Regions from separate parts of the Sus scrofa genome. Here regions 1 and 2 are each linked to region 3. A link is a contact called in public Hi-C and promoter capture Hi-C data. All regions are on one chromosome and are shown on one strand. Each heading gives the region's core, a stretch centred on a gene start, on an enhancer-like site or on the middle of the called end of the contact. The rest is flanking DNA. Distances are from core to core; before and after follow the strand shown. Region 1 holds the start of BBC3 (bcl-2-binding component 3). Region 2 holds the start of CCDC9 (coiled-coil domain-containing protein 9). Region 3 holds the start of TMEM160 (transmembrane protein 160).

Region 1 (3,354 bases), core at 731-3,230, 170 kb after region 3:
GGGCCCAGACGCCCCCCCTGCGCTGTCACAGCCCCCCCCACCCCGCCGCCGCCACGTGCGCCCGCCCCGCCCGCCAGGCGAGCGCGGGGCCAATAACCGGCTGTTGCTGGGGCGCAGCCCCCGCCCGCAGGAGCCTCAGACTCCACGGCCCGCGAGCCGCCCCCAGTCGCCGCCCCCAGCGGGCGCGCGCCCGGGGTGTGGCCGCCCCTCCACGCCATCCCCCCCCAACCCCGCCCCTCCCGGACTGCAGGGGCCGGAGCAGTCGGGGTCGACTCACTTCCCCGGGGCCTCACTGGCCGCCAGGGGGCGCTGCCGAGCCCGCACCCCATTGTTTGTAAACAAACCCGCCAGACCGCTGAGGCACCTGCGCTCTCGGACCCTTAGTGCCTCCCGCCCAGCAACCCCAGCCCAGGGTGCCTCGTGGAGGTGGAAGGCAAGGAGAGAGGAAGGCACAGTGTGGGGACACAGCCCCCTCCCCCCGATCACACTGCTCTCCGAGTGCACTACCGCCACCTCCTCCAGGGAGCCCACCGGGCCTGGCCAATCGCGACTGGCGGAGGGTCGGGGTGGGCACACTCACCCCGGGGGCATGAACACGCCGGAGGGGACGATGATGGGGGGCGGGCGGCTTCCTTCAGGAGGGCGCGCCCGCTGAGCGCCGCTCGCTGCGGCGACTGTTGCTGCGGTGGCGACTTCTGCTGCTGCTCTAACTGCAGTGGCTGCTGCTGTTGCTGTTGTAGCGGCGGCTGCTCCTCGGGCCGCAGGCGCGTCTACGTCCTGAACGCCGCTGCTGCTGATTTCGCCGCCGCCGCCGCCGCCTCCAGGCGCCCGCTCGCATGTGGCTCGCGCAGCGTCTCAGGCCGCCGGTCGGATCCCGGGCCCGCTCAGCGGCCGCCCCGCCCCGCCCCGCCCCGCCCCCGTCCCCGCCTCCGCCCGGCGGGTCCCACGCCCCGCCCCCGCGTGACGCCACGGCCCCGTCCGCCCGCTCGCCCGCCGCGGACAAGTCGGGACTTGCAGGCGCGCGCCGCTCCCCCTACCTCGGCGGCGCCGGGGGTTTCCCTGCAGCCGCGGGCGGAGCAGGGCCTCTCCCCCGCGTGGAGGCGCAGCGATCCCGCCGCGCTGATGGCGGGACAGCCGGACGCACACGCACTGACACACTGACACGCTGACTGCGACCCGCAGACACACGCACCCAGAGACTTGTCTGCTGCCTGACCGCCTGGCGCTCCAGGGTACACAAAGTCACGTGCTGACAGGGCACGGAGACACGCCGACTCGCAGACACACCCTGGACAGGGGCGTGGACACACAAACTCACACACTGATGGAGCCCACACGCACACACACATCCAGACCCAAATACATAGCCTGACTTGCTAACAGGATCGCTGGGACTGACGGAGTGACACAATGTCAGGGTCACGCAGTTGTACAAACACCCACACTGCTGAGCACGCCTGGGCCCACAAAACGGCTCTGTTCACAAGCATTCCCACTGAGCGGGTACCCACAACACGCACAGTGGCGACAGGCCCACATAGACACAAGCCGAGGGCTTCTCAGGAAGTAGAAACTTCCTGACGAGTGCTGCTGGACACACACGCACATACACGCAGGACACCTGTCACAGAGACACCTGGACACGCGGCTTGATCTAGATGACAGGACCACAGGGACACACAGGAACACACCCCCAAGCCGGTTCCCAGCTGACACATTAAAACTGGCAGAAATGGCCCCTCACAGACACAGATCAATCAGACAGAAAAAAGACTGACCCCCAACAGACAGTCACAAAGTCACACCTGTGACAGGTTCCTGCTCACTGGCCCACTGATGGGACACGCTCCAGAAGCCATGCACCCCTGACCACACTCACCATGAATCTGGTGGGGGACCAGGGTGAGCAGAAAGCCCTGGGCACTGGGCACGGACATGCCCGGGCAGCCCCTGCACTGACTCTCGCTCGGTTTTCTGCCTTTTGGTTCCCTTTCCCTTCTCGGTTTCCCGTTGTCACTCCTTCCTGTACTCTGATGTAGTGACCTCGGTGACCCCACGGTGTCCCGCCCTCCCCCAGGGCTCTGGGGCTCTGTCGTCCCTGCACCTTTCATTCCCTCCATGTCACAGCCCAAACCAGACTGTGTCATCAGAGGGCCAGGGGCCTCTTGAGTGCTCAGTTCTGGGCTGGCTAAGAAGGGGTGCCAGACTTGAGCAGAGGTGCACTTGTTCAGGCTCTCAAGCTCCACTCTCTCCAGGACCAGACCCTTGGATTTTCCAAGAGAAGCAGAAAATGTTAAAATCTCATGTGTAATCCCCCTACTTTCAGTACTGGGGACTAATTCAGCCTCCCTCTCTCCTCTTGCTTTCCCTCATTCATTCCCTCATTCATTCATTCATTCACTCCCCCCTCCTTCCTCTCTTCCTTCCAGTGTTTTTCAAACTCAGGGTCATGACCCACATGCGCAAACCATGATTGTGGACTTCTGTGGATCTTTATTGTGTTTTATTCAAGTTTATTGAGATATATTTACATGCCATATAATTAAATTTTTCGGTGTTTTTAGTGAGTTGGGACAAAAGCACATTATTGCACACCATCACAATCAAGATTTGGACAATTTCTGAAGTTCCCCGGTGGCTCAGCAGGTATTGTCAGTGCACTGGGTCTGGTTGCTGCTGTGACACAGGTTCGATCCCTGATCCATCCAGGAACTTCTGTGTGCCACAGGTGCAGGCAAAAACCAACCAAAAAAGCAAATTAGAATCTCATTTAAAAACTCATGAAGTTGGAGTTCCCTTCGTGGCTCAGCAGGTTATGAACTCCACTAGTAACAATGAAGACGTGGGTTCAATCGCTGGCTTTTCTCAGTGGGTTAAGGATCCGGCATTGCCATGAGCTGTGGCTTACTTAGTTCACAGACGCAGCCCAGATCTGGCGTTGCTGTGGCTGTGGCATAGGTCGGCGTGGCTACAGCTCTGATTCGACCCCTAAGCCTGGGAACCTCATATGCCACGGGTGCAGCCCTAGAAAGCAAAAAAAAAAAAAAAAACAAAAAACATAAAGTCAAAGGAAAATATTGTTTGATGAAAATATTTTTTATGATAGCGAACATACACCAAGTCACAGAGAAAGTGGCTGTGTTTCTGACTGTAGATCAAGTCTAAAGGCGTTTGAGAAATGCTGCCTTGGACATTTTTAAACGAGATCACACACAGATGTCAGTGAGCACAACATCTCACACGTGGTGAGGTATAACCTACTACAGGTTAGCCGTTATCACTAGTATTACTGCGTGTGGCAGTGAAGTTGGGAGAGGGGCTCATGGAGCAGACTGAACCCTTTATTCACTGATC
Region 2 (3,144 bases), core at 444-2,943, 190 kb after region 3:
TTGGAATTTGCTGAGCCACAGCAGTGACAATGCCAAAGCTAAACTGTTAGGCCACCAGGGAACTCCTAAGTTAAGAATCTTTTTTCTTGGAGTTCCCGTCGTGGCGCAGTGGTTAACGAATCCGACTAGGAATCATGAGGTTGCGGGTTCGATCCCTGGCCTTGCTCAGTGGGTTAACGATCCGGCGTTGCCGTGAGCTGTGGTGTAGGTTGCAGACGCGGCTCGGATCCTGCGTTGCTGTGGCTCTGGTGTAGGCTGGCGGCTAAGCTCCAATTAGACCCCAGCCTGGGAACCTCCATATGCCGCAGGAGAGGCCCTAGAAAAGGCAGAAAGAGAAAAAAAAAAAAATTGGAAGAGGAAAAAGGATGAGAAGTATGTAATTTTCAAATGGGTGGTTTTAAGGAAGGCCCCTAAGAGGAGGTGACATTTGAATAAAGAGCTAAAAATGATATAGTGAATTTGGCAGGTATTTGGGGGAATTTTAAGAGAATTAAGTTATATGCGTGGAGAAGGTCTCTGAAAGGCTGTTCCCAATAACTATGTAAGTGGCAGGTGATTGCCAGGTACTTCCCTTTTCCACGATTTAAATCACAAAATGAAATTACTGGCCACCTCAGGGAATCCAGCCTCCCACTTATGTCATCCCCTGTAAGGGTGTCCCATCACTTTTTGTTGTTGTTGTTCTTTTCTAGGGCCGCACCCACTACATATAGAGGTTCCCAGGCTAGGGGTCTAATCAGAGCTGTTGCCACCGGCCTACGCCACAGCCACAGCAACGCAGGATCTGAGCTGCATCTGCGACCTACACCACAGCTCACGGCAACGCCGGATCCTTAACCCACTGAGTGAGGCCAGGGATCGAACCCAAAACCTCATGGTTCCTAGTTGGATTCATTTCCGCTGAGCCACGACATGAACTCCACTGTCACATTTATTATCACTTGTAATAACATGTTAATTATGTTTGTTTTGGTTAATGCATGTTACCCTCTGGACTCTAGGCAATCCAGCAGATCTTTCTCTGAGCTTCTGCAATTCCTAGAATGCACCAAGCTCACTCATCACAGGACCTTAGCACAGGCTGTGTGTCCTCTGCCTGGGCGCCTAGCCCCCTCACCCTCAGCCTCTCTTCCCGTCCCTCTTGCAAGCCATCTCACACATTTTTGTTTTCTGTTATTTCACATATACTTACGTCTTCCCTCAAGAGGACAGGGATGGGGTCTGCCTTGTTCATCATTTTGACACGCCCCCTCACGCCCAATTCCCCATCCTCCCAGCACAGAGCCTGGCACTCAGTGCTGACTGATTTTTTGCTGTGTCCCCGCCACGCGGAAGTTCTGAGGCCAGGGATAGAACCTGAAGTACAGCACCGACACCACCAGATCCTTAACCTGCTAGGCCACTAGGGACACCCTCAACGCTGATTTAGAGGGTGAAGGAAGGATTCTTTCGGTTGAAAATTTTGTCTCTACAACTAATTCTAAGGTTTCATTAGCAGAAGGGTGGGGGAGCATCCACCCCCTGCACAAGCTGGTAAGTCAGGATTCCAGGTTATCATTGCCCAGGGCAGGGCGCCGATTTACTGGAACCAGGAAAGGGGAGAAACAGGAAGCAGGTAGAGGCCAGAGAGAGAAGACGCTGTCTCCTCCCCCTGGAAGGTGGTCGTTCAGGCAGAAGGCAGTACAGCAAGCTTCCGGAACACCCTTGTCGACCCGCTTATCTCACTTTGCGCCTCTACCCAGACGCGAGCGGCGCCTTTAAGGCTCCCGGAAACGAGCCAGAACAACCGGAAGTGACCCTCGTTAGTTCCCCTCTTCACGTGGTGCGGGCCGGAAGTGACGCGCGGGGCCCGGGAGCTGCCGACGCGGAGGCCGACGGAGCCGGAGTAGCGGACGCCGCGGGGTCTCCGGGACAGGTGACCCTAGGAGGGGGCCGGGAGCGCGCCCGGAGAGGGCGGGGCCTGATGCCCACGTGGGGGAGCTGGCGCGAGCGCAGGCGGGGTAGCGAGCAGCCCGCGGGGGCGGGGTCAGATACTCTGCGGGGGGCGGGGACTGGACGCCCACAAGGGAGGCTAGGGGTGGGTGCTGGCTGGGCGGAACGTCGGCGGGTGGGCAGGGCTGGGGTGGGCCAGTCTGCGGGCGGGTCCGGAGTGTAGGTGGGCAGCTGAGGGCGGGGCCCAAAAGTTGTGCCGGGGCTGGGGGCGGGGCCAATGGAAGCCAGCGGTGCGGGCGGGGCCGGGACTCCCGGCGGAAAACGCTGGGGGCGGAGCCAGAAAGTTTTTCCTGTCCTGAAAGTGGGTCCTGGAAGTCAGGGGTGGATCCAGAGGCTGATGCGACGGTGAGGGCAGGGCCAAAAAGAAGCGGGGGAGCTGTGGGCGGGGCCAGGTACTGGCTAGGAATGATGAGGGTGGAGCCGGAAAGTTTTGCAGGCGCCAGGAGCTTCCCCACAATGTGGTGAAGCTCGCCGTGGAGCTCGAACCTTGCCTTGGGGCGCGCCGGGGGCGGGGCCAAATATTGGCGCGACGAGGCGGGTGCAGAGTCCGGGGCGTGGCCAGGAGGTTGGCCGGGCAAATCGTGTAGGGACCACAAATGTTGACTCGTGAGCTGGAGGCGGGCCTGGTGTAATAACGCGAGAAGGAGGGGGCGGGCTTAGGTTGCAGCCTGGGGATCTAGGGGGCGGGGCCAGAGTGTTGGCTGGGAAAATCCGAAGCCGGGTTGAGGGGCGACAGCTTCTTGACGCGAGCGTGCGGGCGGGGTCGGAAAGTTTTGGCTTTGCCCGGGGTGGGCCGGTGGCGTTCCGACCGGCTGGAGAACGGAGCTTTTTCCCTGGAAAGCCGCAGGCGGGCCAGAAAGTTTTGACCGTGTAGAGGCGGGTACAGTATTCTCTAGGGAGGTCGCATCAGGCCCAGGAAGCCTCGCCAGTGAGTACTGGGTCTGTTTGGGGAATCTTTATAGGGGTGCGGGGAAGCAGGGGCACCTTTCTTGGGATGCTGGGGGCAGCGAATAAGGAGTGCGGTTCAGACTCTTTGAGTGTGGGGTTATGAGACGGTTCTGAAACTCCTTGGAAAGAGCCAGATCTAGACTGTTAACGGGGATGTGAGCGGCACCAGAACGGGCACAGGGAGTTGGGCCTAGAACTTTCTTG
Region 3 (3,160 bases), core at 562-3,061:
GTCCACAAGTCAGGTGGAAAAGGGTGAGCATCCACAGCCCTGCCCTGAGCCACCCCCTCAGGTGGGTCCAGTGCCAATGAGGCAGGGATGGGGTGGGTAGAAGGTGGATGCTCACCAGTGAGGCCGAGGCCACTTTTGGTGGGGGAAGAATGAGGGGTTCTAGCCACAGTTGGGGGGGGTGAGTCTACCCCCATGGAGTGGGGTCTGCATTCCCTAGCTGAGGTGGGGGGGGGAGGCGTCTACACTCTCTGGTGGGAGAGCAGGGGTATGTACTCACCATAAGCAGCTTCACGCCCCATATCACTCTGCATGAAAGAGATGACCCCGATGCCCGATGCCAGGAGGCCATTGCGGAACCAGGAAAGGAAGGCTGCGGGGCGGGGGGGGGGGGGGGGAATGGGAGGAAATCAGCAAGGGCCCACACCCTGCCCCTGCCCCTCCCTGACCAACCAGACAGAGGGGCTCCTCTTCATCCCACCGACCCGACCCCAAATCCCCACCTCTTCCTGACAGCCCCCAATCTAAGAACCCCCAAAACCCTCACTGAGCCCCTCTCCCACCCAACTTGGCAACATCAAAGATTCAAGACAGTCTGCAGAATCTGGAGGGGGATCTAGGACCAAAACTGCAGAACCTAAATCTGGGGACGGGAAGATTCCAAGAGGTCAGCTTGGTCAATGTCTCCCTCACATCCCCATGGCCACCCCCTCACTTCCTTCTCAAACCTTCACACCAACCGTTACCCCTCCCCGCTCCCCCAGGCCTCTCTCCAGCCTCCCCGCTCAGTTTACTAAATCCACGCTGCTATCAGGTGTGCTCTTCCTGGAGGTAATTCACATCCACTCAAGTCCCTGGTGTGGCACTAATCGGGGCTAGTCGGGTTACAGCCATCCCCACCGCTACACCTGTCCACGATCTCTAAAGCCCATCCTCTCCAACCCGGACCCCTCCACCCCCACCCAGCACCCTGCCAAATGAGGCCCCACCCCCTGCAGCCAGGAGCACCATGCCCTCCAATCAGCTCAGAGCTGCTCTTCTATTGGGTGTTCCCTCTTCCAACCCAGAACTTGCCCTCTCTTCTGTGGGGATCCACGCTCCCGCCTTATGCAGAGTGGTCGCCTCTTTAATCCGAACTGGCCTCTCCAACGAGGCCCCCCTCTTGTAGGCAACTCCCTCGCCCCTAGCCCTCTTTGAAAGCCTCCGCCATCCGGACAGGGCCGTTTGATAAGGCTGCCTGTCCTGGCCCGACAAAGCTCTCCAGTCCCTACTGAACCTCATTAACCAGACCCGCGGTCGCATCTGCAAGCCCTTCTATGCGGACAGTCTGCGCTCTTGCAGCCAGCGCTTCCCTGCTCTTACACGGAAGCCGTTCCTCCTCCTGAGCCTCTCCCTGGGCCAGGTTTCCAGCAGGGTCCCACCACCATCCGCTAGCGCGCGCGGGCAGCTCAGCTATTCGGAACCCCTACTCCCATCCGAGGCCGACCCCATCCCCAGACCTGTCTCATGAGCCTTCCGAAGGAGCCAGGCATCTGCGCGATCCAGCTCGGACACCGGGGGCGGCGAAGCCCCAGAGCGGGGGCCGTGGCCAGGGGCAAAGGACCCCCGGGCGCCCCCGCTCCGGGGCCGCGGAGGCGGCAGCAGCGCCCCCCGGAAGCGGAGTCGGGCTAGGCGGGCAGCCCGAGCCCACCACCAGCCACCTCCCATGGTTCGCACTACGGCCGCCGCGCACCGCACCGCCCATGGGCTGCCGGTAGGCTGAAGCTCACGTCACTCGAGCTTAGCGGCCTATCTATTGATTATACGCGTGCCACTCAGGCCCGGTACGCACTGCCCATTGGTCAAAATGGCGCTGATCCCGCCTCTGTCATTGTGCCGGTACTGCGCGGCCCACCTTGTTGTTGGAACTGGACTTCAAATCCCAGCGTTCATTGTGCTTGGGGAAGGCGGGTCTTCTGAAGTCGGAGGCGCGATGTCTGCCGGTACTTGTAGTCTTTGCTAAGTAACTTTAATTCTTGGGGCCAAGAAACCAAAACCAAACAATACTTGTGATGCTTAATGTAGAACCTTTGCAAAATCTCGAAGAGCCCAGAAGAGAAAGTAAAACTCAGCATTAATCCCACCAATGAGTGGTTACTGCTAATATTTTTTTTTTTTTTTTTTTTTTTTTTTTGCCAAGCCCCTGGGCATGCACAACTTCCCAGGGATCCAACCCGGGCCACAGCAATGAGAACGCAGGAGCCTCAACCCACTGAGCCACACCAGGGGATTCTGTCTTTTATCGAAAGAGATGTAAAACGTTTGTTATATGAAAAAAATTAATTTGTCAATCACTAATCAATCATGAACATTGACCTGTAGCACTGAATACTTTGCAACGGCATATTTTTTTTTTCTTTTTAGGGCCGCACCCGGGGCATATGGACGTTCCCAGGCTAGGGATGGAATGGGAGCTGCAGCCGCCGGCCCACGTCACAGCTACAGCCACAGCCACGCGGGATCCCAGCCGCGTCTGGGAACTACACCAGAGCTCACGGCAATGCCGGATCCTTAACCCACTGAGCGAAGCCAGGGCTCGAACCTGCAACCTCATGGTTCCTAGTCTGATTCATTTCCAAAGAGCTACGATAGGAACTCCAGCATATTTTTATCTATTATTTATTATTATTTTGTCTTTGCTAGGGCGGTACCCGTGGCATATGCAGGTTCCCAGGCTAGGGGTCTAATCGAAGCTGTTGCCTACGCCAGAGCCACAGCAACGCCAGATCTGAGTCGCGTCTGTGACCCACATCAGAGCTCACAGCAATGCCTTAACCCACTGAGAGAGGCCAGGGATGAACACGGAACCTCATGGTTCCTAGTCAGATTCATTAACCACTGCGTCACGACGGGAACTCCAGCATAATTTTTTTTTTTAATATTATTTAAGAGTTCCCCTTGTGGCTCATAAGTTAATGAACCCAACTAGTATCTATGAGGACGTGGGTTCGATCCCTGGACTCACTCAATGGGTTAAGGATCTGGCATTGCTGTGAGCCGTGGTGTAGGGTCACAGATGTGGCTAGGATCCTGCATTACTGTGGCTGTGGTGTAGGCCAGCAGCTGCAGCTCTGATTGGACCCCTAGCCTGGGAACCTCCATATGCCACGGGTGTGGCCCTAAA

The links. Promoter capture Hi-C pulls out the DNA fragments that hold promoters and counts their contacts. Hi-C and Micro-C count contacts between places; a contact is called where the count stands out from the background.
Region 1: a promoter capture Hi-C map of fetal liver shows a contact between it and region 3, with 2.8 times the contacts expected there. The contact joins the promoter of BBC3 here to the promoter of TMEM160 in region 3. A contact is called at or near these places in 2 of 5 promoter capture datasets (fetal liver and liver), 4 of 47 Hi-C or Micro-C datasets (epiblast stem cells, fetal skeletal muscle, heart right ventricle and 1 more) and 2 of 2 datasets of contacts at active chromatin or transcription factors (alveolar macrophages and skeletal muscle).
Region 2: a contact with region 3 is called in a Hi-C map of liver, with 5 times the contacts expected there. The contact joins the promoter of CCDC9 here to the promoter of TMEM160 in region 3. A contact is called at or near these places in 7 of 47 Hi-C or Micro-C datasets (embryonic fibroblasts, epiblast stem cells, fetal skeletal muscle and 4 more) and 2 of 2 datasets of contacts at active chromatin or transcription factors (alveolar macrophages and skeletal muscle).

The regions. Positions count from the first base shown.
Region 1 is chr6:53,044,922-53,048,275 of Sscrofa11.1, forward strand. BBC3 (bcl-2-binding component 3) reads right to left here and starts at 1,981. Exons shown (of 4, transcript XM_013998533.2): 1 at 1,880-1,981. The coding sequence starts at 1,882.
Region 2 is chr6:53,063,484-53,066,627 of Sscrofa11.1, forward strand. CCDC9 (coiled-coil domain-containing protein 9) reads left to right here and starts at 1,694. Exons shown (of 15, transcript XM_021094629.1): 1 at 1,694-1,915.
Region 3 is chr6:52,875,450-52,878,609 of Sscrofa11.1, forward strand. It overlaps TMEM160 (transmembrane protein 160), which reads right to left and starts at 1,812. Exons shown (of 3, transcript XM_003127241.5): 1 at 1,497-1,812; 2 at 278-370. The coding sequence starts at 1,704.